2 separate regions of the Mus musculus genome follow, and region 2 is linked to region 1. Evidence: chromatin contacts called from public HiChIP or PLAC-seq data. All regions are on one chromosome and are shown on one strand. The core of a region is the stretch at or near the end of the contact, and the rest is flanking DNA. Distances in the headings are between cores, read along the strand shown.

Evidence for each region. HiChIP or PLAC-seq counts read pairs in DNA pulled down with a chosen protein or histone mark.
Region 2: an H3K4me3 HiChIP or PLAC-seq map of embryonic basal ganglia shows a contact between it and region 1, with 2.6 times the contacts expected there. The contact joins two enhancer-like sites. A contact is called at or near these places in 1 of 39 promoter capture datasets (cranial neural crest), 3 of 484 Hi-C or Micro-C datasets (embryonic stem cells, neural progenitor cells and uterus), 5 of 115 datasets of contacts at active chromatin or transcription factors (bone marrow-derived dendritic cells, embryonic basal ganglia, embryonic forebrain and 2 more) and 1 of 9 other capture datasets (embryonic stem cells).

Annotation. Positions count from the first base shown.
Region 1 is chr4:131,239,636-131,247,406 of GRCm38.p6, reverse strand. No RefSeq gene overlaps it. Among named protein-coding and RNA genes, the nearest start is that of Gm25261, 4.2 kb to the right of the region's middle. Within about 2 kb of position 3,231, at least 56 of the 459 cell types and tissues checked have an H3K27ac peak or open chromatin away from gene starts, as enhancers often do. A contact at or near this core is called in embryonic basal ganglia and embryonic forebrain, where this site is marked.
Region 2 is chr4:131,456,815-131,464,585 of GRCm38.p6, reverse strand. It overlaps Gm46723 (a long non-coding RNA gene), which reads right to left. Exons shown (of 3, transcript XR_001784456.2): 1 at 7,707-7,771; 2 at 5,715-5,784. It overlaps Gm35779 (a long non-coding RNA gene), which reads left to right. Exons shown (of 8, transcript XR_390804.2): 6 at 4,206-4,445; 7 at 4,565-4,667; 8 at 5,648-6,171. Among named protein-coding and RNA genes, the nearest start is that of Gm46723, 4.3 kb to the right of the region's middle. Within about 2 kb of position 2,760, at least 19 of the 459 cell types and tissues checked have an H3K27ac peak or open chromatin away from gene starts, as enhancers often do. A contact at or near this core is called in embryonic basal ganglia and embryonic forebrain, where this site is marked.

The DNA of each region.
Region 1 (7,771 bases), core at 1,982-4,481:
TGAGTGAGATTCAGGTTCTTCTTAAATGGATTGAGGTTCTCTTAACACTCAAATCCTCCCCATGGAGCACCGACAGTGCCTGGCTTGGGCAGTCCGCACCAGCCTGGCTCTCCAGGAGAGATCTGGAAAACAGTACTGGACTCCCAGAGTCCCCAGAAGCTGCCTGCCACACTGCAGCTCACAATCATGAGGTATGTATGGGACAGGAAAACACCTACGCCCCATCAGTTGACCTTGTGGCAGGTATGTTAGGGTCATTGTCAGATAGCAATACTGGGAAAGCCAGGGTTCATATCAGGGGTCTGGGTCTGAATGTGGGCTGGGACCTACCCTGCAGGGTTCCTTCTCGTGCTGCTGAGGCTGCCAGACTTCCCTGGAAGCCTCCTGCCAAGGGGTCTGCAGCAGGAACAAAGTGAGCACCATTTATAACGGAAGCCACACACTTACACCCAACTAAAGAACTCGCTGGCAACAGGGGCTCCGTGTTCTGTTCCACAGATGAACCCAAGTCCCTGACCCTGAAGCAGGGCCTGAGCATGTTCAGAGCACCTCAGCCTTCCCCTTCCCAAGACCATCCTGGTGCAGGGTACTTCCAGAGAGCAAGGGAGGGATGGAGGGGAGCCTGGGGGAAGGGGAAGGTTCTCCCAGGAGGGAAGTGACCAGAGGAGACTCCCCACGGGAGTGGAACCTCTGAGCTAGCCACTGTAGTAACTGCACTTGAGCCAGTGGGATGGAAAGACCCTTACTCCCACCTTGGTCTCCCTAACTAAGGCCACCTGGGCTCAGTATACCCAGCTAACTGAAGCTTAAGTACAGGGATTGTGATCATGACATTGTTGTGAGCCCTTGGGAGAGCCACTGGGTCTCTCTGAGTGGTCTCTATGCTGGGGCCAAGTAGGAGCCAAATGCATGCACTTTTAGGAGAGGGAGGGCAGGAGAAAAAGTGGTGGGAGAGAGGAAGGGAGGGAGGGAGAGAGAGACAGAGGCAGAGAGACAGAGACTTGATTTCAGGTAACACAATACTCCATGTGGCAGGTGGGCTCAGTGACTTCACTGCAAACACTGCCCCTCAGTGACGCCCTGGCCTGAGTTGCAGGTACTGAGGAAAGCATCTGCCCTCAGGTCTCTTCAGACCTAGCTGGAAGGGTCAAGTGGCTCTAAAAGGCAGCTCAGAGCTACAAAGCTATTGGATCCCAGCATAAGGTCTATAGGGGGCTACAGTCTGGTCAAGTTGTCCTCTCTAGCCCTGTGGAATGTCACCCATGGGGTCAAGTGTATGACAGAGCCCAGGCAGAGCCCCTTCACAGTGCCAGCTCTTAGCCTAACGGCAGATCTGTCTGAGTTTTTGTCACCACCCTTTCCTGTCCCTACCCGAGTCTGAAGACCCAGAGGACCTCCCCTAGCCAGTGCCCTTCACTAGCTCTGCCCACCTCGTTCATTCCTCCTCCAGCTCAGCAAGGTCCTGTTGCCTCCCGCCTTCTTCATCACAATCGAGGCCCTAAGAGGCACAATGAAGCTTCACCAAACCTTTTAAGAACGATGTGTTTCCTGCTCACCCGTATTCTCACACTGGTATTCTGTATGCCAGCAATAGCAGGGTCAAGAGAAATGGAAGAAAAAGAGACATGAAACCAGGGTCTTCATTGAGATAAAGAGGGAGTGTTTGAGTGGAGTGTGAGTCTGTGGTGTTTCCTGTGGGCTGCTGACAGGGGAGAGGTTGACGAGCCTTTCTTATCTTTCTTGGAGCTTTCCATACAGAAGGATGCCAGCCCTGCTGCCACAGCCAGCAAGACGCACCCCTTCCTCATCAACTCAGTACAAGACACCTTTCCCATCAGCCAGGTGCAGCTCACCAGAGTAGGAGCCTACTGAAGTGTCCGTGGTCCGTCCCTACTGCATGGGAAGGAGTGTTGACGGGGTGGGGCAATGACAGTCCACTGAGATCCCAAGTCTCCAACTCTCCTCAGTTGTTGGAAACACCCTCTTCACAGCCAGAAATCCATGTGTAGGAGCTGAGCTACGTAGTAGTAGTAGAGATGGGGTGTGGCTCCATCGAGGTGGACATTTGACTCTCCCAATCATCCTGGGGTCCCAACACTGAACTGATGGCGACCTTTGTGGGGGTCATAGAAGAGAGAAGAGCTTTTCTTTCCCAGAATCCTATTCAACAGGAGACTCTCAGGCATGGCCCTACAGTCCTGGGCTGATGACTGGTGGCCAGCAGGGTTGATCCCTGAGTGGGCTGTAGTCTAATGACTTTATCAGGGCTGCAAGGGAAGTCCTGGTCCCCTCATTGCAGATGTGCCTCCAGCTTACCTGGGCCTCAAAACCTAGTGAGCAGGAGCCCCAGGCACTTCTGCTCCTTCCCATTCCCCACTCCTATCAAGGAGCCGTCCTCCCTTGTCCCTGAAGGCAGATCTGCCTGAGGCAGAGAGGGCTGCCCCAGAATACCTGGACAACCTTCTGGAGAATTCCAACCTAAAGGCTGCAGGTCTGAGCCCAGTGAACTGTGGCTGTCCCTCCCTCCTGGATGTCCTGTTCTTCCAGTTTGTCATTCAAACAACTGGGCTTCCTCAAGGGAGCCGGTGTTAGTGTCTTTGGCCCACAATGCACCTCTCTTTCTCAGGCTCCACATTTTTTTTTTATTCACTGTAGGACCCCACCCCACAGGATGCTGTAGCTCAACTTCAGAATAAGTCGTCTCTCCTTAATTAACCTCTCTGGAAATGCCCTCATAGATACGGGTGGAAGTGGGGTGGAGGTGTGACTCCTAAGCTAGCCAATTTGACAATGGGATAAACCATCTCAGGAGGATGGATACTCGGGTGCCTGCACAGGGCTCACATTCTCTTCTAGTCCATGACAGAGGCAGAGAAAATGGACCCAGAGTCAGGTGGAGAGAAGAAAGGAACTAAAAAAAAAAAAAAAAAAAAAAAAAAACCCTAGATGTGCACAAAGACTCAAAGTAATGGCTAGTAGCTCCACTGGCCCTCTGCTACAGGCTCCAGCACAGGGGCAGGAAAACAAAAGGGTTCGTTGGTTATCTGGAACGCCTGGGGCCTTAGGCTCCCAGGAGCTTCTAGTCCCCTACACTCCCTAAGCTAATGTATGGGCAGGAGGGAGGCAGGAGGCAGGAGGAGAGAAGCTGGACAAGCCAGGCCACCCCTGGGAGCAGGATGCTTATCTGGGCCCAAGAATAGAACTGCAGGGCGCACAGAAGCACAGGCAGGCAGTTCTCGCTCCCCAGCCTGTCAGCACTGGGGAGTGATCAGACTCTTAAACAGGCCTCATTATTTCTCCCAGGGCTGTGACGCCCTTTGGAAAAATGGATGTTTGCTGCCAGCTCGTCCCCTGAAGACACGTTTGTCACAGGCTATTGTGTAAATCCATGTTTGGCCCATTTTTAAAAAACTGCGATTTACCCAGTTGTCTAGTCTCCTCCAACCTCTAAAATGTGGCTGTTATTAGGAGCTCAGGAAGGAGCCAGAAAATGTCACTGGGAGGGAGGGAGGGAGGGCTGGGGGGAGGGCAGCTGCCTCTGGTCTTCTGCTGTGGAGAAAGCCTCCTGAACAGAGGACAGGAAGTGATGGTACCCGGGGGCAGAAAACAAGTCCAGAACATTCTAAGGAAAGAGTTTGGGATGCTGGAAGCATCTGCCTTCACCCTCATTCACTCCAAAGAGTCTCACTGAGCCCTGCTATGTGCAGACCTGGAGAAACAGCTAATGACAAATAGGTCTCAGTCACCAGGAGCCAGTGTGCTGGGCTGGGAGGAAGAAAGAGATAGATACCGGATGTAATCAAGGCCATCATGGGAGGAACGGTGTTAGGGAGGGAGCCATGCAGGGTGACATCATTAGGACTCTCCTGAGGCCGGCCGGCATGGACAGTGATCATTGTGTGCTGTAGGGACAGAGAGGGTTTCTCTGGGATGAAAACCAAGGACACCAGGAAGGAGCTGGTGAAATGGCTCATCAGGCAAAGGCACTTGCTATGCAAACCTGGCAACCTGAGTTTCATCTTTGGACCCCACCTTAAGGTGGAAGGAGAGAGCTGACTCTACAAGTCGTCCTCTGAGCACCACAGGACACGCTACAGCACTTGCCCCCACACCCAATTATGATAGTTTAATAGTGGATGAACTTGCCTTGGGGATGCTCAGGTCCAGGCTGTGAGCTTCAGGATGGGGCCAGAGGAGACACTGGCAGGAAGTAACATTTGAGCATCCCTCCAGGTAGACAGATAAGAGCTTTCTTTTTACATTAGCGCTGGACAGAAAGGCATAGACCCCAGTCAGTAGAAAACATCCTAGAACCATGAGTGTCCCATGCAAAAGGGAACACTGAGAGGTTGTCAGTATCCTGGGGTGCAGTGTATGACCGCCCTCAACTGGCCCTGAGCAGGGTGGGCTGTATCCTAAGGCAAGAGGACCTCAAGTCTTGCAGGTGTTTGGCCGGCCATGGACTATACCAGCTGTAATGGGCAAGCATGACCAGCACAGCATGCTCTGGATCCAGAGAGTGAAAGGTGAGACATTGGTTTGTCTGTCTTTGTCCTACCCTCCCCCATTCCCAGCAAATCAACAAAGCGAGAGCATCCATGTTTAAAATGCTAACCACAAACATAAACTTCTGACCATGCCCACTGGGTCCCGAGGATCTGAAGGCAGATTGGGGAAGACAAAGCTTCAGTAACTTAGGCTACCTCCCGTGGGGACCACACCCAAGGACAGGAAAGCTGCCCCACCCACCTCTGACAGCCTTCCCCCTCATCCTCGCCTAGCCTGGAAGTGCAGGCAACACCCAGACCTCCCCCACTTAACCACTCCAAACCTTACTGATCTCCTCCCTTGAAGGAGCAGTCCCTGAAGGCCAGCCCCACATAACCAGCCCAAACCAGGTCAACTTCCTCAGCCCTGTTTCAGATTAGCTCAGCCATCTCCCTAGGGAACCTAGCTTTCATTTGCTCCATTATTAAATCATCGGGACCTGGTGACTCCCAGCAGGCGGCTTCTGGAAAGGTTTTTGGGTCTGTCGGGCTCTTTGCCTGGTACAGAACTGGGCCATTGCCTAGGCTTCCTGAGAGCCAGGAAGGCCACAGTCAGTACCACACCACAGGGCTGGAGCCCTTTGGAATATAATTCCACTGCAGACAGTAGACACGTAACATACATTTAGAAGCTGCTTTTGGGGGCTGGTGAGATGGCTCAGTGGGTAAGAGCACCCGACTGCTCTTCCGAAGGTCCGAAGTTCAAATCCCAGCAACCACATGGTGGCTCACAACCACCTGTAATGAGATCTGATGCCCTCTTCTGGTGCGTCTGAAGACAGCTACAGTGTACTTACATATAATAAATAAATAAATAAATCTAAAAAAAAAAAAAAAGAAGCTGCTTTTGCTCAAAAGCAGACTCCCTGCTTATACCCATAAGGCACGGTTCAAAAGCCTGGCATCTCTGCCTTCATTTGTCTTTCTCCTTTGCTTTGGGTCAGACTCCTGCTTGACTCTATTCAGGCGAGTTAATCGTTCAAGGAGTGTCTGTCTACATGACCCCTTCAGGGCTGAGAGGACAGAGATAAATCATAGCCCTAAACTTGAAATCACCTTGGATTCTAGGAACAGCCAAGTCTCACAGGACAGATCACTCTCATAGCAGGGCAGTTATCCATGATGACAGGCCTGTACCCTAAAGCAGGAGAAACCATCTCCTGAAAAGTGACCAGCTGTCCCCTCAAGCTACAAGGGCTTCTTCATGCCACCTAGAAGGACCAGTACTTAGACAAGTTCAACCAGGCCACGTGTCGGGCAGGACTGAAGAATTCTGCATGTGTCTCTTGACCCAGCACGTCCTCCATTTAAGCCTAAAGCTCACTTGGTAGCTCAGGGATGGAGACAAGGTCCCAGGACCCCTTTGTGGTTGAAATCACCCCTACTTCTCACCACTGTTCCCTTTGGTTGGACTTGGGACACGTGGTTGAGCTCAGCCTTTGGAGGCTGTTCCACTCTTAGGCTTTGATCCTAAGACTCTGACCACAGTTTGACCCTCCTGTACCAGTTGCCTTGGACACAGGAGGAAACTGCTGCAGAAGGAATCCACGCGCTCTCCAAAGAACCTCAACCCCAGCCTGCCCCACTCTAGCCTGCACACTCCTTACTGTTCTTCCGCATCTGGAACAAACCAGGACCATCCTAGACTGTAGGACTCCAAGAATCTTCCGGCTGTGCCTGTTTGGGGATCGGGGTTCAGAAACCCTCAGCTTGTACCCTGACTCTGTCACTGCTCTGGAAAACCAGGGATAGTTCTTTAAGGTCACACACAGTCCAGTCATGGGGGTTAGAAGGGCAGCCATGTTTAACGCATGGAGGATGACGGACTACACCAAGCTGCCTTGAGTCACGCCTGCCACATGCAGTGATTTCCATGACGCAAACTACAAAGTGGGTTCTTGGTTGGATGGTGCCACAAGATAGAAAGAAACCGGGTTGGGTCTGAGTCAGGCCCTTAAGGCGGAAACCTCCGAAGGGCAATGGGCACGCGCTTCCCATCCTGCCAGACTGTTCTGTTACCTTCTTTCTGTTCTTTGACATTGCAGGCTGCTATATGGGGAACAGTTCCCTTGTAAGACATGGAGTTCTGGTTACATTGTCTGGCATCAGGCTGGCAAAAGGTAAGGTGCGCAAGAAAAGTCCTCAAGCCTGAAGCAGGCTGGCGCCTCACTTCTGCTCTCACGCTATTGGCTGGAGTATAGTCACCTGATCCCAACTGCTGCAGGGGTACCTGGGAAGTGTAGTTCTGATGTGTGTCCAGAAAAAAGCAGCAGAAACACAGCTGGCTGGACAGTTGATGCCACACCTGCACAGGTAGAATGACATCATAGAAACCCAGTGGGTTCACAGCAGAGCCCACCACAGAGACTATGTTCCTGTCCTTCTTCATGCTTGTTGCGCTAAAGCACAGCAAGATCGCATGGTGGTGAGTGGGACCACAGCCATGGTGTTCCCTGAGAAGGAGGCAGAAGGCTCAAGATGGTTCACACGCATCTGTGTCACCTAGACGAACAATGGATGTTGACTCAATGGGTTATTTGGTCTCTCCTTCCTGGGTTATTTGAACTCAGCAGGAAACTGACGATAGACGATCCCACAGATCACCAGATGTCAGATCTCTCCCATCTCACAGATGAGCATAAGGACATTCAGAGATGGAAAGGGGACCGTGAAGAGCCCCTGGTACTTAAGGTCGCACACAGTCTACCATGAGCAGATAGCTCCACTGAGTTCAACCCAAAATGGAAGACTCCCTTTACCAGCAGGGCTTCCCTGTCTCTCACCTTGCCCAGTGAGCCCCATCTCCCACATCCTCTGTTCGGGAAAAGTTGTCCTTGGTAGACCTACAAGTTCAACTTCTTCTTCCCAATAAGCACCCAACCAGCAAGTACCTGGAGTCCTGGAATGCCTCTCCAAACAAATGAAGCATTCAAGGTACCTTAAACTCTAGCCATTGATTTTACATTTACCTTGAAAACTCCTTCCCACTTTCCAAGGTTCATACATAGCCCTGGTCCGCCCCAAATAAAGTGTATGTGTACAAACCCACCCCGAATGAAGGTATACACACAAGCTAAAATCGTTTGGAGAGCTGTCTTACTGAAGATCCTAGCTAGGAGCAGGACTCCTCTCTTCTTGCTGGCACTCCCAGTCAGACTGGGATCCCATAGACCCCACCCATTCCAGACTCCACTCTATCTGTCCAGCCGGCTGTGCAGTGGAGG
Region 2 (7,771 bases), core at 1,511-4,010, 220 kb before region 1:
ATACTACATCTGTCTGCATTCTACCATTCTTCCTGCTATGCCAATACTGTACCTCTGAAACTGTAAATCAGCCCCAATTAAATGCTATCCTACATAGGAGTTGCCTTGGTCATGGTGTCTCTTCACAGGAACAGCACAGTGACTGACTTACCAATTGAGCGATCCCCCAGCCCCAATTTTTTGTTTTTATCTTGAGTCCTTGCCTCAGATGAAGTAGGTTTTCACCAGTACCTATGACAATATTTTCTTTGCTCTCCTCTCTATACATGGAGGCCTATGGCTACTCAAGGACACTGGGAGGTGGGTGTGCTGCTTACGTTTGTTTATTTGTTTGTCTGTTTTTGTCAACTTAACACAAACCTGGAGGTAACCTCTACTGGGAAAATGTCTCCATCAGATTGCCTGTGAGCAAATCTGTGAGTCAGATTTTTGTATTAATGATGGATGTGAAAGGACCCAAGCCACTATGGGTGGTACCACTTCTGGGCAGGTGGTCCTGGGTGGTGTAAGAAAGGTTGAGCAAGCTCTGAGAAGCAAGCCAGTAAGCAACATTCCTCAGTGGCCTCTGCTTCGGTTCCTGCCTCGTGGTTCCTGCCTGAGTTCCTGCCCTGGCTTTTCCTTTATAATGAACTCTGATCCAACACATCATCCAAAAAAAAGGAAGGAAGAAAGGAAGAAAGAAAGAAAGAAAGAGAGAGAGAGAGAGAGAGAGAGAGAGAGAGAGAGAGAGAGAGAGAAAGAGAAAGAAAAAAGAAAAGAAAAGAAAAGAAACAAGACAACCACAAACCAAACCAAAAAACATCTCCCCCCAAATTCCAAACCTTTCCTCCCCATGTTGCCCTCAGTCACCATGCTTTATCACAGTACTAGAAAGAGAACTAAGACAGTGAATTCTTTGGAATTTCCAGTGTGTCACAGCCATTGCCTAAGTGGTCACTGGGGGAAGTTTCTTTTTGTCCCTTGGCCTTCCCTGGGAGGCCCCAGTGAGATTTTGTATGAAGCAAGCTCACTGCATCCTGGCCATCCTGAGTCTGAGTTGGTGTTGCATGAAGAAGTTCACTACTTAGAGGCAGATGGCCAGCGTTCAAGAGACACCAGGCAGATCATGTCCTGGTTACATCACCTCAGAGAGAGCCTGAAGGCAGATGTCCTGGCCTTGGTACCCTGAGGCAAGAGCCTAAAGCATTGGCCATCTCCAGGACAGAAGAGGCTGGCTCACATAACCAGCCCCCACCTGGCTCCAGGAGACTCTCAGCATAGTCTGTAGATTCCTGAGACCTGTGAGCAGGAAAAGACTCAATTCAAAGTCACTTGGAGAACTTTGAAGGGGGAACACCCCCGTAACTTAGCTTTTAAAAAGTTGACTTGCTTCTCATTTGGGGCTAATGTGGCTTCTGTGTCATTGACTTCAGCTTAGGACATTCCTCTTCACAGGGTCCCATCCTTTTCCCAGGCCCTATTGCCAACAGCAAAGTAATAATGTCTGACCTTCTTGTCCTGGCATCTGCCATAGACTCTACTTTCTATTTTCCATACCTGGTAAGGTGCTACCCTTGTTGTCCCCACCAGCTGCTCTCTTGTTAAGCATGTATGTGCCTTACACACACAGGTGTGTGCACCAGCACATTCATATCTATGGCAAACCACGCGCATACATGTATGCATTCCAGCCTTATGTACATACATGTGCATGTGTGTGTGCACATCTATGGCAAATACACGTACTTGCAGATGTATATGCTCAAGCACCAACCTTATGCACACACACACACACACACACACGTGTGTGTGTTCATACCTATGGCAAACATGTATACCTGCAGACAGGCATCTTCAAGGACACTCACTACTCCACTCACACAAGTTCTCCCATCCTTCCTCTTTGGATCTTCCCAGTGTGAGAGTCCCACTTCCAATCTTATGTCCATATCATGAGGCTAAAGGAGAGTGGGCCTGAGCTGAATTAAATTCTAATCATCTCTGGAAGGAAGCCAATATCACAGGGGATAATGACAATGATTTAAAATGTTGAATGCCTGAGTGAGGGAGTGGGTGGTGAGTGGGTGGGAGGTGGATGCTAAGGGACATTGCAGGAAGAGAGGGTCTTGGTATATAGATCCTGTTCCAAGCTCCACATCCCCAAAGTCTCCATGCCCATGTGGGAATCTCTGGGGAGAGGGGGGGGTTCCCACCACGTGGCCCACATCTGTTGGGGCCTCAAGGTTCTTGAGGAGCTGAGCTGAATTCAAGCTCCAGTCCCCTATCCCCGGTCATGTGATCCTACATGAGAGAAATGTAGTCCTCCTGTAGCAGGCCGGTTCTCCCTTCTGCAGACCGGAATCTGGACAGGATGAATGTGGAACCCCGTGCAAAAACCATTCTGGGGACTACAGGACCCTGGCTCAGCCGCTGGGATTTCTGATCCAGCTAAAACCTGGGGCCCGCCGTGTCCAGCCATGTCCAGCATGGCTTCCTCCCCTGCATCCCAAGTAGAGCTATGGCGTGCAAGCGAGACTTCCCTCACTCCAAACCAGCCTAGCCTGCTCCAGAACTCCAAGCCGAAGGAACAGAGTGAGGCTCTCTCTTCTCAGCGAATGCTTAATGGGCCCCAGGCTGGGCAGACTTGACAGTTGTAATGAAATCGGTTCATTACACCCTCTACACAAGAGCCGCTTAATGAACATGCAGCCCAAGGCACTGAGGCCTCTAAGCAAATGCAAATGGAACTATGTACACGGCCATTTAATTAGCAGGGAGTGGAGGCAATGGAGAGAGAGACACCAGAGGGTCAGGGGGCTGGGAGGAGAAAGGTGTCAGGAGAGGGGTAGAGGGGGTGGGGAGGAAAAGAGAGAGTGAGCTGGAAAGGGGATGGTACCTGGGAGGCTGGGGAGCTGGGGGCATGGTCAGCTTTCCCCTGGAAGGCGAGGATCCCAGGCCCTTGTTTTTGTTACATATAGCACTGGGGGCTGGGGAAGCCACCATGGAAGAAGACACATGAGGTCCTGCCTCCCTGGGATTCACAGTCTGATGGAAGAGGCAGGCATTCCGCAGAGCATCCAATCGAATCAATGACCCCTGGAAGCTTAGGTGAGCTTCCACTGTAAGAGCCTGCTAAGGGATAGGCAGAGCCCTGGGGCTGGTCTCATCTCCCAGTCACAGCTGGCTGCAGGCCTGTGGCAAGTGAAATAACTTTCTATGCTCTTAGTTCCTGTCTATTAAACGGAGATCCTAGACAACTGCCAAGAACTAATTGTTTATTAATAGACTGCCATCCTTACAAAAGTGTCTAGTATACAGTAAGTACCCAATAAATGCTTGCTATTATCTTAAAAGCTATAAATGGAAAGGAGAGATGAGAAGCCCTGATCTTGATCAGTAAATTAGAGTGCTTGTCCCCTTGGCGGTGCCATGAAACTGAGTGCTGAAGAAGGCCAGAAGTTGGCCATATTGTATGTGAGGGTCCCCAGAAGCCATACTTCCTTCCTTCCCTCCCTCCCTCCCTCCCTCCCTTCCTCCATCCCTCCCTCTCTCCCCTCTGCCCTTCCCTTCCTCTCTCCCTCCTTCTTTCTCTCCCTCCCTCCCTCCCTTCTTTCTTTCCTTCCATCTCTCTTTTTTTCCCTTTCTTTGAAACAGTGTCCCCTGTAGCCCAGGCTGCCTTTTAACTCCCTATGTAGCCAAGGATGACCTTGACCTTCCCAAATGCTAGGATCACAGGCATGTACCGCCATGCCCCATCTCAGGTTGTACGTTTTTCTGGGGATCTAACCAGAGCTCTGTGCCTACTGGGCTAGTCCTCTACCAGCTGAGCCATATCACTAGCTCCCAGCCCCCACCCCCCTTTTGACTCATTCCCTGTCAGCAGGACTGAGTCCAAGTTTGTTCTCCAGAGTGAACAGGCCTGGAAAGCACTGTACAGGCCACATAGATTGATAGTTAGGACCAGGAAGAAGTGGGCATCTGGGGCCACAGGTTCTGTAACAGGCCTCTGGGGAGGGAGGGACAGCACAGGGCAGTGGAGCAAGGTGATAACCACCAGGCTCTCCAGCTGAGAACCAGGCCTCCAAGACTCCAGTCTCTAACCCATCTCTTTCTGACTGTAGCTATTCCCCCGGGGCACCCAAGCAACCATGTGACCCTCCTCTTGACCCCAGCAGCTCTGAGAAGTGACCAAGAGCTTGTCTGTCCCTTCCTCCACCTCCATATAGGAATGCCCTCTCTTGGCCGCCTCTTGCAGAGACACAAGATATCAAACTTGTGACAAGCCCCACCGCCCCCTCCTTCCCAACCCTGGGCTGGAACCCCCTTGGGAGAGTCCCTGAACATCAGCTGCCTGCACTCCTCTGCGCCTGATCTTCCCAGAGCAAAGAAGCACCTACCCCCACCCCCCACCCCACCATCCAATTAATGCAATTAGAAGCAGTCAGGTTGTGGGATCTGTGAGCACGGTGAGTGACTGGGAAAATTACCTCCCTGCAAACATCTCAAATTTAATTTCCTTCCATAATCTACAAACTAAATAAAGAAAGATAAACTTTGTGCTTGCTCCCTTCCTCTCTTCCCACAGCCTCACCAGCTGGCCCGAAGGAGTCATGTGACTGGGCCCTTTCACCAGGGCTCAGCACAGGGCAGTCATGGATGCGCACACATATTCAGGTCTGCACGTGTATGTAAGTTCCCCCACACCTATGCCCCCACATATATGAATGTACAAACATCCATGGACACACATGTCTATATATGCACATGCTCTACATGTCCTACATGTATGAGCTCATGTGCACACGCACACACACACACACACACACTCCCCAGCTTCAGCTCTTCTATTAAGAGCTGTGTGGCCCTGTGTGCCTCAGTTTCCCACCTGTCACAGCATGGAGGCTGCTGCTCTTCTCTGCCAGCCTCCCTGCTTCATTTACCCTGAGCCTAACTGGCTGAAGAGGAGGAGGTTGACAGAGCATCCAGGAAGAGAGGGAGGGTCCACCTGTGGGCAAACAGCTCACCACCAGCCATGTCTGGGCCCAGAGCTGAGGGCAGCCAGGCAACAGCTGCCTTGCTGTCCAAGCGCATGCCCATGAACCACTGTTCACACTGAGAGCATTGTCATCAGCTTCCAGAGGTGGCTGTATCCTCCAGTGTCGCTCTGCCCCAGGCCCTTGTCTGCATGGCCCAAGCAGCCCAGGCACCATCTGGTCTTCAATTTCCCTCTGAGAACAAGGTTGGGCAAAGCCTGGCTCAGGTAGCAAGAGGAGGCGTGTCTGGAGCCAGGAGGCAAAGATGCCTAAGTATTCCTGGAGTTTGTCCATCTGGGGCTGGGACCTGGGGTCACTGTAAGAACCAGGTAGCCATAGGTTGGGAGGGGTCTTGAGTCACCAGATGGAAACACAACCTTCAGGGAGGGCCGAGAGCCAAGAGAGCCGGACAGTCTGTCCCTGTGAGCCACAAGAGGCCTGGTAAGCCACTTCCTGTTCAGGTCTAGTTTTGTATACTCAAGGAGGGCTCAGGTTTGTATACTCAGGAGGCTGATATGGTGCAATGGAGGGTCTTGAACTGTGGGCAGGGAAGCTGAGGAGGTAATTGTGGAGGCAGGCCTGGTTTTGAATCCCAACCACTAGCCCTGTTGCAACCTCCTTCTCCTTCCCAACAGGTTCACTTTTCTGTCACACAGGACAGGAATCTGCCTGTGGCTAGCGACCCAAGACACAGAAAGGTACCTGCAGAGCCAGGCAGGTGTTTGCTCCATCTCCTCTGCATCCCATGGGGGCTGGCATCCTGGTTCCGGATCTGTGCCCAAGAGATGTGGGTTAGCCTGGTACAATTGTGAAATGCTAACCCTGCCTCCACATTCCATGGCCGTTTCCTCCAGACATTACTCCAGGAGGGAAGGTGAAGGTTCCTAAGACTCAAGTGGTGAATGAAAGGTCACCAGGAGAACAGAACTTGGAAGGTTCTTGAGGCTCTCTCCCCAGCTTTACATAAGGGAGTGAACAACTGAAGACTCTCAGCAGCCTGATCAATTGATCTGGGGACAGTGGTGCTGTCTGCAAGCTGTAGAGAAGGCTCCAGGGCTGCAGGTTTTCCAGCAGCATCACTGGTGTGGGGAGGGCTTTGGTGACGAAACTGTCCAAGCTCCTGCTAGTAACCCCAATAAAAAAGCCATTGGTTTTCTAAGTTGGACATTCGTGCATTTGATACTTAGGTCTGTCATGTGTATGTGTGTGTTGTTGTTGTTGTTGTTGTTGTTGTTGTGATGGTGGTGGTGGTTGTATTGTGTCTCTCCAGCAAAAGTCTGACATACCGCAGTGTGTCTGTGCTCTGGGATGCTTTTCTGACTTGTGTGGGAAGAACAGTTGAAGGCCTGGCTGGGGCACCGTGAACGAGAACCCCAGGAAAGAGGCTGTGTGTGCAGGCTGTGTCGGGCTGACTGATGAGAACCGCAGTTCTATGGTGCGATAGGAGGTTACAGGTCCTGACCCTCCACCCCTGCCCTGCAGGACCCCTGAGCAGAAAGGTTAAGGGAGTGGCTCAGAGTCACCAGCTAATGCTCTGTTCTTTAACCTGCTCTGGAGGTGGGGGTGCATCTGGACCCAGAACCCTAGATTCTTCTCCAATGCCATCCCTCCACCTTCAGGCCAGGGGGAGCCTGGGAACAGGACCCAGATCTCTGGGGGTCTAGACCAAATGTCCCACAGAGCCATCTCCCAAAGGCCTGGACCAGGGCTGGGCAGGGGAGGGTTAAGGGCAGAGCTGCCCTGGCTGTTAGTGTTGAACTTGCAGTTTCCAGAGGCCGCAGGAGCTCCCGAGCAAACATTTTCTCTCCTAATGACACTGCAGCAGATTAAGGAGGGGCGCGCCTCCACAGCGGCATTAAAGAACAGCCATCCATTATCCAGAATTGTCTGGCCTGGCAGCTGGATTAACTAGCCCCCAGACCTGGTGCAGAAAGCCTTTCTCATTTCTACCATCAGCAAATCCTGCCTGCTTCTCTTGGTCCAGGTTCGGCGGAGGGAAAGATGTCAGGAATCAGTCTGGGAGGATACTATTTCAGGCTGAGGCTTGGTTCAACATAAAAAAAAAAAAAATTCTTGTAGTCATAGTGGGCCACAGGAGGAGAAGCCACACTGCACTGGGCCACACTTTACTAAAGGGTAGTTTGAGGGTAGACAGCTTCTGGTAGTGAACAGGAAGAGCCTCTGGGAGCCGGCGTGGACACCGGTGGATACGGTTTGCCTTGATCTGTCCTGTTCCAGAATGTGCTCCAAAGGCCTGGATGCTCAGAGCACGAATGGATTCGTGGTTAGAGATGGGTCCCTACCTTGTCTCTGAGACTCTGGGGGAAGTGACATTCCTTACAATGCTTTCACCGCTTTCACTGATTAAGGCCCTACTGTGTACCAGTTCATAAAGCAGCTTTCCACCGAATCCCCGATGAGTCTCCGCTGCAAACAGGTAGATATCATAGATACAAGAGCACCTACAGAGAGACAGGGTAGCACAGGCTGCCAAGTGGCAAAACTGAGGTCAGGGCTGCCCACAAATTTGTATAGTGAGCTGTCTGTGCCTCCATTTCTCACCTATAAAGCAGGGATGTCTCTCATAAGAGGTTGGACAGCGCCCCTGTGCCTCTTAAAATACAGTAGGCATGGGGTGGGGGATAGGCACAAATGGGCACAGACACGCGTGAGTGCAGATACAGGCACACTTACCCACGTGGAGAAGTCAACATCTGTGCTTCTGGAGTCTGTGGGCCCAATTCAGAATGGGGTCATCT